Regions from separate parts of the Mus musculus genome. Here region 2 is linked to region 1. Evidence: chromatin contacts called from public promoter capture Hi-C data. All regions are on one chromosome and are shown on one strand. Each heading gives the region's core, a stretch centred on a gene start, on an enhancer-like site or on the middle of the called end of the contact. The rest is flanking DNA. Distances are from core to core; before and after follow the strand shown. Region 1 overlaps Tcf7l1 (transcription factor 7 like 1 (T cell specific, HMG box)). Region 2 has its middle 17 kb from the start of Gm31547.

Evidence for each region. Promoter capture Hi-C pulls out the DNA fragments that hold promoters and counts their contacts.
Region 2: a promoter capture Hi-C map of liver shows a contact between it and region 1, with 3 times the contacts expected there. The contact joins two enhancer-like sites. A contact is called at or near these places in 6 of 39 promoter capture datasets (the HPC-7 cell line, embryonic stem cells, liver and 2 more).

Annotation. Positions count from the first base shown.
Region 1 is chr6:72,692,125-72,699,138 of GRCm38.p6, forward strand. All of the region lies in intron 3 of Tcf7l1 (transcription factor 7 like 1 (T cell specific, HMG box)), which reads right to left. Among named protein-coding and RNA genes, the nearest start is that of Gm31391, 40 kb to the left of the region's middle. Within about 2 kb of position 2,642, at least 25 of the 459 cell types and tissues checked have an H3K27ac peak or open chromatin away from gene starts, as enhancers often do. A contact at or near this core is called in liver, where this site is marked.
Region 2 is chr6:72,986,766-72,993,779 of GRCm38.p6, forward strand. No RefSeq gene overlaps it. Among named protein-coding and RNA genes, the nearest start is that of Gm31547, 17 kb to the right of the region's middle. Within about 2 kb of position 3,661, at least 98 of the 459 cell types and tissues checked have an H3K27ac peak or open chromatin away from gene starts, as enhancers often do. A contact at or near this core is called in liver, where this site is marked.

The DNA.
Region 1 (7,014 bases), core at 1,392-3,891:
GGTCTCCTCTGCAGCCTCTGGGTTGATGTGACCTTAAACACTTAAGGTTCTGAGTAGCTGTAACATCTATGCAGTGGTTTCTTTTTTATGTATGTGTTATATAACACTGGGGATTGGACCAAGGGCAATGGGCGCTCTGGGCAAGTGCTCTACCACTGAATTACATATGCTCCAAGCCTAGACTTAGCAGTTTTATTTATTTACTTATTTGTTTTGTGGGTGGGGAGACACCAGCCTCACTATGGAAACCATGCTGGGTTTGAACTTGCAGTATTTCTCCTGCTTCTGCAAACCCCAAGTGCTGCGATTACAAGCATGTGTCACCATGTCCAGTTCTAGAATTAATATTTAAAACTGCAATAAAACTAATTATTAATAACCCGGGGGGAAGGGGGATAGGGGATGACCAGAACTGAATAATACCAACTTTGCTTGGTCACAGTCAGAAGAGCCTTGACTGGAGGGCATAGCAGTTAGTCACGCTGACACCTTCTCTGGTATTTTGGTGCTCTGAGGTCTGTGGATGGGCGGGAAGCCCCACTGTGACAGAACTGTAATCTAAATGAGGAAAGGGAAGGAAAACATGCCCTTTCGCTTAAGACCTTCAAAATTGCAGACTGTGAGGAGAGTCTGACGTAAAACAGCCTCGTCTAACAACAGGGAGGCAGAAATGAGGGAGACTGAGGTCTTTGGGGTGGGGGTGGGGCAATTCTTGAATGAATCAGAGAATAAAGTTTGTAAGGAGGAGAAATAGAACATATCACCCATTGCAGGGCCTGAGCAGAAGGGGCTGCTCACAGGTTGGAAATGCACCAAAGGCTTACCTTCTCCAGAAAGGGGAAGGGAGGGCCCAACAGAGTCCAGTGACTGTGCCTCAGAGCAGAGGCTGAGGAAAGGCAGGATGGGAAATGTTGGCACATCCGCTGTGATGAGGGCCTCAACCAGGGTGGAGGGGAAGGTTAGCTGATCAAGCCTCGAGAGCTGCATATGGGATTGCCCCTGCTGTTATTCAGGGTATCCCACAGACGATGTGTGAATGTGTGTGGTATGCGTGTTGCGCATTTGTGTCTGGGTGTGCATGCCTGTGGAGACCAGAGTGGAGCATCTGGTGTCTTCTTCTGTATCACTCTCTGCTTTATGGCACTGTGAACAGGAAGTTCACTGCAAGGCTGGCTGGCTAGCAGTGATCTGTCCGAATTTACCAGTCTTGGCCCCTGCAATAATGGTGTTACAGGCACACGTGGTCATGTTAGTTTGTAAGTAGATGCTTGGAATTCAGCCTTGGTCTCACACTTCTGGTATTTTTGCCCCCTGAGCCATCTCTCTAGCCTCAGAAACATAGAATTCTTTTTTTTTCCCTCCATTAATTAATGTATTTATTCACTTTACATCCCAATTGGAACCCAGAAACCCCACCCCGGGGCGGGGGGATTCTTGAGCACAACGTGTCTACAAGTAGAAAAGTGGAGACCCAGACTTCATCCAATGTGGAGTCCCTGTTGCTAGCCCCAGATGAACAGGAATATCTAGGAGAAGCTGGAGGCTAGAAGGTCTCCAGCCTCGTGGCACAATGCCGTGCACATAAATGAGGGAAGTGTGGAGTTTGAGACAGACCTGTAGAGTAACACTTACAACTCCTTCCCTCTGGGGCCTTCAGTGAAAAACAGTACAGTTTTCACTCAAGGCCCAGGTAGAAGAAGAAATTCCCATTGTCGTCTTCTGGGACGTCTCTTAGACCTAAGATTTTGCAAAGGGAAAGGATCAGGGTGGTTCTGAAAGGAATATTCACTGAGCAACAAGAACAGGCTATTCCTGGACACATGGAGTTATCCAGTCCCTCAGAGAGTACAAATAACAGCATCTTAACAGAGTTTAGTTACAGTACTAAAAATAAATGGTGGCTACATTCGAATTATTATTATTTTTAAGTTTTAAACCAATAAACTAAAAATATACCTAGAGCCTAAATTATCTTCCATGAACAAGGACTGCATAAAACACATCCAGTTCTCTGGGCCAAGAAGTGGAAGGAAGCCCCCACCCCCACCCCTGTTCCTTCCACTCCTTTCCTGTAGCCTTCCATCTGTAAGTCAATCAGCAAACCTCTACAGAGCCCCACCCTGGAGAAGGCACTGGGGCCAGACAAAGCACTCTTAAGAGGCAACAGTCATGTTCCAATTTTGTTTTCCCACACTGTGAGAAGAAGCCAAAAGTGCTGAGCTCCAAAAGGCTGGGTAAAACAAAATGTTGCGGAGGAAGACAAACCCTTTTAAAGGGTGACCTTGGGTGTGCCCTTCCCAATCAAGTTAAATGTCACTGCTCTGAGAACTGGTACGTTCTGATTTCCTGATTTTGCAGAATTCCAAAGCTAGCAGAACAAATTCAAACCCTCCAGCTTCCTTCCTTTCTCCATTTCCTTAAAAACAAAAACAAAAGGCACAGATTTCACATATCCATTAAGATCCAACTTATCCCCAAAGTATCGCTGGCTTTTACTGTTACTGTGTTTTAGGAAGGGAAAAAAAAAATCTCCCCCTCTTCCCCTCCCTGCTTACAGGCGCTGAGCTGTGTCCCACCCAGTTTAGTCTATAGTCGCTATCTATGGAATGTCACTGTTAGCTGGCACTGTCTGGGGATGTTTCTCAGTCAGTTTTTTTTCACATCTCAGATGGCAGCCAAGAGGTGCGGGAGAGAGATGCCCCCACATCACACCCTTGCCAACCAATGGCTCCTTGGCAGCCTCTAGAACTTGTAGGAGAAAGGGGCTTGCAGGATGAGACCCTCTCTATCATGTGATGGAAGGCCATGCATGTGTAAGACTGCTGGGTACCGAATGCATACATATGCCAATCTTTCCACGAAGGGCTGGGGAGATGGCTCCGTGGGTGAGGGAGAGAGGGAGAGAGACTGTCTGAGAGGAATGAGGCAGAACGAGAGCGGGACCCTAGGTGCCTTCTGGCTTCTGTGTGTAGGCGGAAACTTGCTCCCTCACACTTGTGTTTGTGAGAGAGAAACGGAGAAGGAGAGTGATGGATTCCGGGTACGGGAAAAAAGGCTCAACTGATAAACTCACCTGCCACATAAACACAAGGACTGAGCTTGGCTCTTTAGAACTCTTATAAACACAGACAGTTTAAGTCTGTGTCCCCCTAGCATCCCAGCCTACCCTGGGGCAGAAGGTGTGGAAGAAACAGAGCCACCACCACTACTACACCCCCACCCCCACCCCAGACAGCCCTCATAGGCTGTGCTGAACCACAGGCTAATGCTGAGACTTTGGACAGGGAGGGATGTGCTGGTGGACTGCATCATATACACGCGTGTTCACACATGCTACTCTCTGTTTGTATTGTGGTGCTAGATATTTAACCCAGAGGCTCACATAATGCTAGGCAAGCACCGGTACACATTTAAAAACAATTATCTGACTACTGTGCAGAAGAGAGGTAGGAAAAGGCTGTTTTAAGTTTACCTTTCTGTTGTGATAAAACATTGATCAAAAGGAACTTGGGAAGGAAAGGGTAAGTCGCCTCCATCACCGAGGGAAGCCGAGGCTGGCACCGACGCAGAGACCACAGAGGAACTCTGCTTCCTGGCTTGTTCCCAGTTTACTATCTCCCACAGCCAGGACCAGTCCTGTCCAGGGAAGGCCCTGTCCACAGGCCTGGGTGCTCCCACATCAATCATTAATCAAGAGAATGTCTCACAGGTATTTCCACAGAACAGTCTGATGGAAACAGTTCCTAAATTGAAATTCCCTCTTCCCAGGTGACTCTGGTCTATGTCAAGTTGACATAAGTTAACCATCCAGAAGGGTCCCTGTTTAGAGGATTGCACACTCCATTTTCCTTAGCTGCCAGATTGAGATTCCCTGTATAATGCGTGTGGGCTCCTCTCAAATACTTGGGGACCCTTCTCTGGAGTCCCCATACTCTTTTCCTGGCTGCTGTGAGGTTTCCTCTAGTCATCCAGAGTCCTCAGTCCCTGATGTGACCACAGAGAGAGACAGGTTCTCATGTCCTCAGCACAGTGCAGACAGTTTCTTATCTGTGTGCAAAGTTCTCCTGATTCTCCCCTCCAAGAAACACCACGGTACCTCAATACTGCTCAGAGGCAGTGGACTGGGTGTTTTCTCCTACCCACTCTGTGATTTTTTTTTTTTTTGCACAGTTTTTCTAGAAAGGTGATAAACATATAGTATGAGCTGAAGAGATACAGTGAAATCAGAGTGGAAAGGAACATCACGGAAGCACTGGATGAGGGGAGGCATCTGGGTGTGTGCTGAGTACCACATGGAAGGGAAGATACTCAGTGACCAGAATATCAGTGACGGGAGGGACCTGGAAAGCAAGCGTCCACAGCCAGGCTGATGTTGGAGTAGCCCTCCTCTGGCTGCAGAAACTGCAGATACTACCCTGAGGTTCTCTCTCTCTCTCTCTCTCTCTCTCTCTCTCTCTCTCTCTCTCTCTCTCTCTCTCTTTCTTTCTTCCATACTAGCTTAGGGGAGGATTTGTGTCTGAGTCCCTAGCCCCTCATTGGCTGCCTCGGGAAGGAACAACACTCTCCTGGGCATACAGCTGGGATCTCGCCATTACTTAGGTCTCTGCCGACCTGGGACAGGGAATAAGAGTCTTTCCTCCTGTTGACCCCAGAGGCCCAGAGCTGTCCAGGGCGGAAACATCTCTCATCTGGAGTGCCATCACCTGCCCTGGCCTGCCTGTCTCATCTGGCCCTGTCAGCCCAGGCTCTCAGCATTTGTCATTCCCACCCCATCGCTCCAGCACTGGTGAGCATGTCTTAGGAGTGAGAAACCTGGGAATCTATGTGCTCGCCTTTGTGCCCCATGCTCTGGTCCCTCCCCACCCCTTACAATCTGGTACCCCCACCCCCTCCCCGCCCTCTCCTTGTCTCTGCATTATCTTTAACTTTGTCCCCTGCCCCCTACTGTTTACACAGCTGCGGAATGAGGGGATGCAGCTTCTCCTGTTTGCAAGCCCAGGGTTAAATATATGTGTATTTCCGGCTCCCCACAACTCAGGCATTGGGAATGCTATCCGGGGACCCAACCTCCTGTAAATAGACCGTGAGCTGCTAATGGCACTTTCTGGGGATGGAAAAGCATATTGAACCACTTACTGTGCATGACCTTATAGAGGATGCTGGTGTAGGCTTTCCTGAAGCCCAAGGAAGGGGCTGCTACTCCACAAAGATGAAGCTTCTGTGAAGCAAGTGACAGCCATAGACTGCCACATTGCAGACCTCGGGTTCACCAAAGTTCCAGCCAGAAACCACAATTAGAATAGAGACCTTTGAGTGGGGTAACCCGGAGCCCAAGACACGGCTGAGTGTTGTGGGCACACAGATAGAAATGAAAACAAAGCAAGACGAACTGTCTGGGAGTTCCTGTAGTATTTGGGGTGTCCTGCAGTGTTTGAGACAGTCATTTCTGGGACCACACCCCAGGGTAGATAGGAAAACTAGGCCAGATACTCTAGAAAGCATCACCTTAGCAAGAGCTGGCAGAGGCAGGCTCTCAGGTTAATTTGGATCTATAGAGATGAGAGAATTAACAAGAGACCTGGAGACACCGCCCTAATCTGGAGACACCACCCTAAGGTCTCAAGAGCACAGCATAGGACAAGCTGGTACCTTGATGGTGTGGTGGTCAACAGGCTTTGGATTTGGCCATTTCAGTCACCACAAATGTCCCTGAAATCCCTCACTTCTTTCTTGTCTACATCATCCTGCAGTCCTAGAAAGCCGGGAGACTTACAAGGCATCTGAGACTAAACGCAGAACTGTCACAGCCTTCATTTTGACTTTCCTCAAGGGGCTGAGCCTGGAGCCTTAGCGAACACACAACCCTCTTTCCTTTTCAACATCAGATCTAATTTACTCAAGTCTGGTCTTGAACTTACCAAGTATCTGGGGATGTCCTTAAACGTTTGACTTCCTGAATGTGGGGTCTACACAGTGTGCCACCATATCTGATTTGGTATTAGTAATAAAACCTAGGGCATCCTATATGCTGAGCATGTTCCCTCCCAGTGGAGCCTTACCTCCAGCCTCGAATGTCTTATGTTTAAGACTTTGCCTCACCTGTCCTACTCACTGGGGGGCCCCAGCAAAGGGGCCCAGAATCTTCAAGTTACTTTTGTTTTGAAACAGTCACTAAAAAGATCTGGGTTTAACACAGAAGTGGATGCTCACAGTCAGCTATTGAATGGACCACAGGGCCCCCAATGGAGGAACTAGAGAAAGCACCCAAGGAACTAAAGGGAACTGCAACCCTATAGGTGGAACAACAATATGAACTAACCAGTACCCCGGAGCTCTTGTCTCTAGCTGTATATTTATCAAAAGATGGCCTAGTCGGCCATCACTGCAAAGAGAGGCCCATTGGACTTGCAAACTTTATATGCCCCAGTACAGGGGAACGCCAGGGCCAAAAAGGGGGAGTGGGAGGGTAGGGGAGTGGTGGTGGGTGGGTGGGTATGGGGGACTTTTGGTATAGCATTGGAAATGTAAATGAGCTAAATACCTAATAAAAAATGGAAAAAAAAAGATCTGGGTTTTGTTAGGCATGAAGATACATGCCTGCAGTCTTGATGCTGAGGCAGGAGGATTGCGCAAGTCAAGTGTCAGCCTGCTTGGCCTACATAGCAAGACCCTGACGCAAATAAAACAAACAATATATGGGTCTCAAAGGATGCACTGAAAGGAGCATCAGGTGGTAGAGACCAAACCAGGACTCTGACCCCGGTCAGGACCCCGACCCTCTACAGAAGAACCTGGGAAGACCTGCTTCTAAAACCAAGAATCTGTCCAGGAGCCCACGACAAACGTGACCCAGATCAAAGAATGGAGTCAGGAAAGCTCTGCTAGTCTGAGCAGGGTGCTACAGGGCAACACAGGGCCACATGTTCACCCACAGCCACAGGGCCTGAGCTCATTACTCTCCTCAGGGTTGCTAAAGTCATCCCGCCCTGACCTATGTAGTAGTTGCTAGGCAGC
Region 2 (7,014 bases), core at 2,411-4,910, 300 kb after region 1:
CTCTCTAGACTCCTGTTCTCACCCCCTTTTTAGATTTTTAAATTTCATGTGTATGAGTATTTTGCCTAAATGTAGAGATGTGTACCACATGTGTGCCCAGTGCCTGAGGAGGTCAAAAGAAGCTATTGGTTCTTCTGGAATTGGAGTTAAAGATGGTTGGGAGCCACCGTGTAGGTGCTGGGAATTGAACCTGGATCCTCTCCAAGAACACAAAAGAATTTAGGGAGGAAGGAATTTATTTTGGCTCAGTTTCTGGTTCCAGTCCATCCGAGCAGGGCAGTCACAGAGGCAGGATCTTGACACAGCTGGGCATATCACATACACTGTGGAGAGCAGAAAGCGACAGGTTCATGCGTGCTAACCGTCAGCTTCATTTCTCCTCTTTTACAGCCTGGGACCCCAAGCCAAGGAACAGTTTTGCCAACTTTTATGCTGGTTCTGCCTGTACCAGGTAATGTAATTAAGAGACTCTTTCCCTGGGGTCGTGGCCACAGGCTCCCACCTCTAATCCAGACGCTATCTGCAACTGATACCTGCTGGAGAAGTTGAAAATCATTTATATATATATATAAATATATATATACCAATGGAGCCTCACTGGATGTATCAACTGTATTCTAGGGAAGCCCCCAGGTGGCCAATGCAAAATGAACTCAGTGGTGTTTTTGTAGACTTTTTTTTTTTTTTTTTTTTTTGGTTTTATTGGGTGAGAGGTGAATTACATAAAAGGCTCCAGTAGACTGAGAAGCTGTGGGTAGGAAAGTTAATTTAATGGCCAGGCCTGTGGAAGCTTCTGATGAGGAGCTCCAGGCACCAGGCTGGTGTCTATTGCTTCTGACTGTGGGAGAATGACCTGCAGATGGACACGTCCATCTCCAGATCTCCCCGCTTTCTGTCCTTTAACAGGACCCTGTGCCTTGTGCATAGAGTCTCACTTCACAGAGAGTCTGTGGCCGTTCAGTTCTGATTAAAGAACAATTCTGCCTCTGGAGACGCCTGGCTGCTCCCCTCTGCCTCCTTTCCCTCCAGCAACCTCACTTTAACACTGGTCTTCTGCCTACTTGTTCTGATTTTCATTTTTTGTGAGTTTTTTGTTTCTTTTTTGGTGGTGGGGTTGGGGGGGGGGGAGGAAGGTGAGGGAAGAACTTGAAGGAATTGGGAGAGGGTAAATATGATAAAAATATATTGCATGAAAAGTTGTTTTAATTTTAAAAAAAGAAAGAAAACCTCACAGACACAACCAAAGACCAACTTGATCTAGACCAGTGGTTCTCTACCCTTTCTCAAGGGTCTTTTAAGAGCATCAGAAGACACAAATATTTCAAGTATAATTCATAATAGAAGCAAAATTACAGTTATGAAGGAGTAATGAAAATAATTTTATGCTGGGGGGCTGGTCCCCACATCATGAGGAACTGTATTAAAGGGCCACAACATTAAGAAGAGAGATTTAGACAAAGCTCATTGAGACTCTCTCCAGGTGACTGTAGATTGTGTCAATTAAACCAAACACCACAGCATGCTTTATGTTTATATCATTTGTCTATGATCTAAGTATGTGATTCTCAAACTGTGGATCTGTAAGCATGGCCTTCAAAAGGTGGGTGACACACCAGCTTTTGGTGTGCCCTGTATCCCTTTAAAGATAATGCTAGTTGGTAGTAAGAGGAAGGAAGTGTGTGTGTGTGTGTGTGTGTGTGTGTGTGTGTGAGTGTGTGTGGTCTGAGTTTGGGGCCAGCCTGGTCTACACAGTGAATTCTAGGCTAGCCAGGGCTATTTAGAGAAACCCTGTCTCAAAAGGAAAAAAGGGGGTGGGGAAGCAACTCAACAAAAGGTATCATGAAAAAAAGGTGTGTTTGTGTGTGCACACGCATCCTCTATGGGCCAACTTGAAAGAGCAGAGTGGTTTTCTTGTCATCTCATTTCTGGGAGGCAGTGAGCGGTTTGCTTTGTAGAGATGGTGCTTTTCTTGGGGTCATGTCCTGGCACACTTGGAGAGAGGTCTCCTCTTGGGTGGGAATTATGGGACACAAGAAGATTCCACAGAGGCCATAGCAAGAAGGAGAACATATGAGTGACCCTCCGCGGCCAGAGCAGCTTTTGACTCACAGCCTGGCATTAGGGCTGAGCCACCAGGCTAGGGCTATGTATGGTCCATGGGACCAGGCCCCATCAGAACATCATTCATGGAACAGACACAAGGGATCCACTACTCTAGAAAGGACTTCAGACAAGGAAGAAGGAAAAAGAGAAGTTGAGAAGAGGTCTCTTTATCCCCCACTGGCCCAGCCATAACTCTCTGTATCTGCTGCAAGATGCTAGGGCCTTGTTCCAAAAGCTGGTGGGATCTCAGAGGCCAGGTGGTGGCCACAGGCATCCAGCCAGCTCAGCGCACTGCATACCTCACAGGATTCCAGCCTGGCGAGCAGCTGCAGCGCTGACAAACAGGCAATAGAGCTAATCCTCAGGCTTTTCAAAGAGCCCAATGATGTCACTTCCTCATTCCCGGAGGCGTGCTTTAAGACCCTCTAGGATGCAGGATGCCGGACCCACCTGCTCCTGCTCTCCTCATTGGTTGCATTCATCCAGCATAACTTTCAGCTCTCTCCCTCCCCTGTCTCCTCTCCCTTCCTTTTTCTTCTCTATTCTTCTCCCCCTCTCTTTTCTCTTCTGTCTACACTCCTTTCCTCTCTTCTTTCTTTCCTATCTCTTCCTCCTCCTCCCCACCCCATTACCATCTGCACACAGGAGTCAATATTTCCTTAGGCCATAATGCTATTGTGCAATTTTGAGGTCAAAAGGCACACACACTTTAAATGGCGCTAAGTACCTTACAGAAGAGTTTGATGTTCCTATTGGTTGCTGACAAGCTTTCATTTTCACCAGTTTGAGAGGTGGTTTTAATTTGCTTTTAAGTTTTCATGGTTGGACAAGGAGGCACATGGTGGTGATCCTAGCTCTTGTGAGTTTGGGGGAAGATCATGAGTGTGAGGCTAGCCTGGGCTACACGGTCTTTTGGGCAGGTCTTGTGCTGGTGGCCATGTCTGTTGTGTGTCTGTGATTGCCACGGCCATGCCCTTTCTAGGGGACAGCTTTTCGGGACGCTCCCCTCCATCCTCCAGCTCTTACGATCTCCCCACCCCATCTGCCTCCGTGGGCCCTGGGTGTTGGAGATGGGTGCAGAGACGCACTGTTGAGGGCTTGCACTCTGCAGTCATTTGTTCTCAGCACTTTGACAGGAGCTGAGTCTCTGCATTAGCAGTTGCCCTTTGCACAAAGGAGCTTCTCCAAGCCAGGCTGGGGGCAGAACTTTGCCAGCTGAGAAATGTAAATGCTTTGGAGGGAAGTCATGCTTGGAGTACGGGGAAACTGAAGGACCTCTGGGATGCTTGTGCAACTAGAGACTTATGTGTTTTCACATCTTAATCACTGGCTGCTGCAGTGTGGTGGCCGGAGGGTGTGATCTGCAGATCTTTCTAGATGCTAGTTCCGGGAAGCTTCTACTTAGTTCTCTCTCCCAGAGTTCAGTCAACCATGGAATGGTTGGGTGGGTGTAGGTGTAGCTTCTGTAAAGTCATCATTTCTCCTCTGCCTCTGCCAGAGCCTCACCAGGTCCCCCAAGTCTCCCTTAATTCATCTCACACTTCCACTTTCGACTTTCGCTTTCTCTGACTTCCTTTCCATGCTGTAGTCTAGTGAGCTGAATAAGCATGCATTTGGCTGTGCAAACCTCTGCAGGGCTCTGCAGGACCCCTGCCTCCTTACTACTGCAGCTCTGGAGACCTCCCCTCTGGTTCAGTGTCTCTGTCTCTCTCTGTCTCGGTGTCTCTGTCTCTCTCTCTTTCTCTCTCTCTCTTACCCTTATGGCCTTGATTCAAGTCTGTGACCACACTCCTTCTCTCAGACCTCCTGGCCTTCGCTAAGCTGCTCTGAAATAAACTCTTCTGAAGTTTAGTTTAATTTGGACGATTCCAGTGGAAAACTCAGGAAAGATGGACTTGGCACACTCATTATTTGTCTCTTGTTAGCCTCTGGATCCTGGTTGCTTGCTTGCGCTCTAAAATGACCAGGAAAGGTTTAATTTAGTATAGTTTATTATTAACTAATTAAATGTGTGTGTTTGTGTGTATGTGTGTGTGTGTGTTCTAATGTCTGAGTAGAGGCACACATGTGCCGTGGAGCATGTGTGGAGGTTGGAGGACAACCTTCCGTGCTGGTCCTTACCTTCCATCTTGTTTGAGGTATGGTCCTGTGTTTCCTGCTGTGTACACAGGCTGGCTGATCCAACGGCTTCCTGGCAGCCTTCTGTCTCTGCTTCTCATCTGGTTGTAGGAGAACTGGGGATTATAGATGCATGCTACTGTGTCCAGCTCTATGTGGGTCCTGGGGACTTGAACTCAGATCCTTACCCTTCCACCTCCCTATAACTCCAGCTGCAGAGGAACCTGTTCTGGTGCTTTCGCACTCAAGCATTCCTTCATCTTGGGTCCACCTTTCCCCTAGGACAACGGTTCTCAACCTTCCTAATGCTGCGGCCCTTGAATACCCAGTTCCTCATGTCACGGTGAAATCCACCCATAAAATTATAATCATTGGTACTTCCTAACTGTAACTTTCCTACTGTTATGAATTATAATGTAAATGTCTGTGTTTTTCGATGGTCTTAGGGGGCCCCTGTGAGTGCCAACCCCTTGCTACTCTAGGGACAAATAGCAAGGGGTTGGCACTCTTGTCCTGCTAACCCAAGGACATAATAAGTCTTTTTTTTAAAGCATTGATTGTATGCGGGATGGGATGGGGTGAGTGGAGAGAGGTGTATGCTTGCCACTTAGAATCTGTGGAGGCCAGAGAACAACTTGTAGGAGTTGGGGGGTGTCTCTCTTTCCACTCTGTGGATTCCTAGGATTAAACTTAGGTTGTCAGGCTTGGCAGTAAGTCCCTTACGCCCACTAGTGAGATGGCTATCTTACCAGGTCTGAGAATGGACTTTGTTTATCAGTTTTGATTTTTGAGACAGTGTCTCACACCAGGCTGGCCTGGATCTAACTCCCCATATAGTCCAGGCTATCTTGGATCTAACTCCCCAAACAGTCCAGGCTGGCCTGGATCTAACTCACTATGTATTCCAGGCTGGCCTGGATCTAACTCCCCAAACAGTCCAGGTAGTCCAGGCTGGCCTGGATCTAACTCCCCAAACAGTCCAGGCTGGCCTGGATCTAACTCCCCATGTAGTCCAGAAAGATCTCCAAACCACTGTCTTCTTCCATCGGCCTCTAGAGTGCACTTCCATGCGTGGCTTATGAAAATAATTTTGACTTTACAGTTTCCCTGATCAGGCTTGGGGAATACCGGCAGGTTCCAGGGCCATCCTCTGAGAATGATTACTGTGTTCTGTGTACCTACCTTGTCTTAGGGCAGCAGGTGGGTTTGAAAACTGGGCTACATGCTTTATTTGCATGTTGTGGAGGAGGATCATGGGTAGGTCTATAGTGGGGAGGGTGTTTAGACCCCAGAATAAAAGTTCTGGAGTCTGGTTTCCAATTCAGTGCAGCAATAAGGATCCAATTCTGCAGGCCCATATGCTTGTAAGCTTGCTTGGCTTAAGCATTAGAGAGGTCTGAGCCTTACCTGGCTTCAGGTATTACAGGATTTTTTTTTTCCTGAACATTTGTTAGCTTGCATCTATCTGTTCTTTAACAATATTCAAACAGGGGCTGGGGATGTAGCTCAGTTGGTAGAGCATTGGCTTAGAGCCTGCATGAAGCCTTGGGTTCTATCCCCAGCAAGGCATAAAATGGGAGTGCCTGGCAGTACATGCTGGTAATCTCAGCACGTTAGGGATACAGAAAGGAGAGTCAGCTTCCGGATCACCCTCCGCTGAATGTTTGAGGCTAGTCTAGGATGCAGAGATCAAGCCACGAACAACAAACAATCCCAACAGCACTACGAGGACAGACCCCTTGACTGATCCTTGCTTTTCTCGTCTGCTAGCTTTTCTCTTGATCTTCCTTCTTTTGGAAAGTTCTTCCCCATCTATCCACAAGCATGCCCCTTTACTTCTGTCTAGTCTTCTTGACTCACATGTTTCATGATGTGCCCTTTGCTGATCAAATTCATCCTTCTTGTCTATTTCCTTGCTTGTTTTCTCTGTAGCACTTAATCCGATCTGCTAAAAATGATGCTTGCTGCCTTCCCGTCCCAGCTACGTGATCTTGAATGGGTTCTTGTCCATTGCATTTGCATCTGTATTCTCAGTGTCTGGAAGTAATAGGTGCTCAGTGAACGTGGATGGAATGAAAAGGGGAACTCATGGCTAGTTTGTTGTGATATCACTGTGGCTGGGTGTCATTTTGGGAAAACACAGGTGCTATAGGTCCTGGGATGCAAGGAGCCAAAGGCTCCAGGTACCCCTGTGGAACCTTGCTTTTTGTTTTGTGCACTATACAGGTGTCTTACAAATCTAAGACTTGAGGGTGTGGCTTCCTGTGTCTCAGTCAGCCATAGGCAAGTCTTTCTCTTTTGAGGACTGTTGCCACGCGGTTTAGAAGGGATATGTTTTCAGTTTTGTTCTCTTTTAACTACTGAGGTTCACAGCTTTTGTTCCTAGCATGTGGGGACGGGAGTCATGCTGAAGTGGGCTAGTGGATTGTGTTTGTGGAGACAGACTGTCCTGCGGCTGAGGATCTGGGTCTGAGGGCAGCAGAGGCAGACACACCTGTTCAGTCAGTGCTCTGGGCTGGGGCTTTGGCACCCGGCAGAGGCAAGATAAGAACTGCAGATTAGAGGCCCAGAGGCTGTCTTCCTGCCTGTGTGGCTGAGGCCGTGCCTGGTAGAGCAGTATCTATAGCCCTCAGGACGGTGGCTGTGCTTCAGGAGTGAGGCAGGTGTTCTGTTTGTCAGAACAGAACTGCGTAAGTTGAAGGAGCCTGTACGGTAAGGTTCCTTTCTTTTCTCTATTTCCTTTCTCCTCCTCTTCATCCCTGACTTCCTTCCCCAATCTCATGGATCACAGGT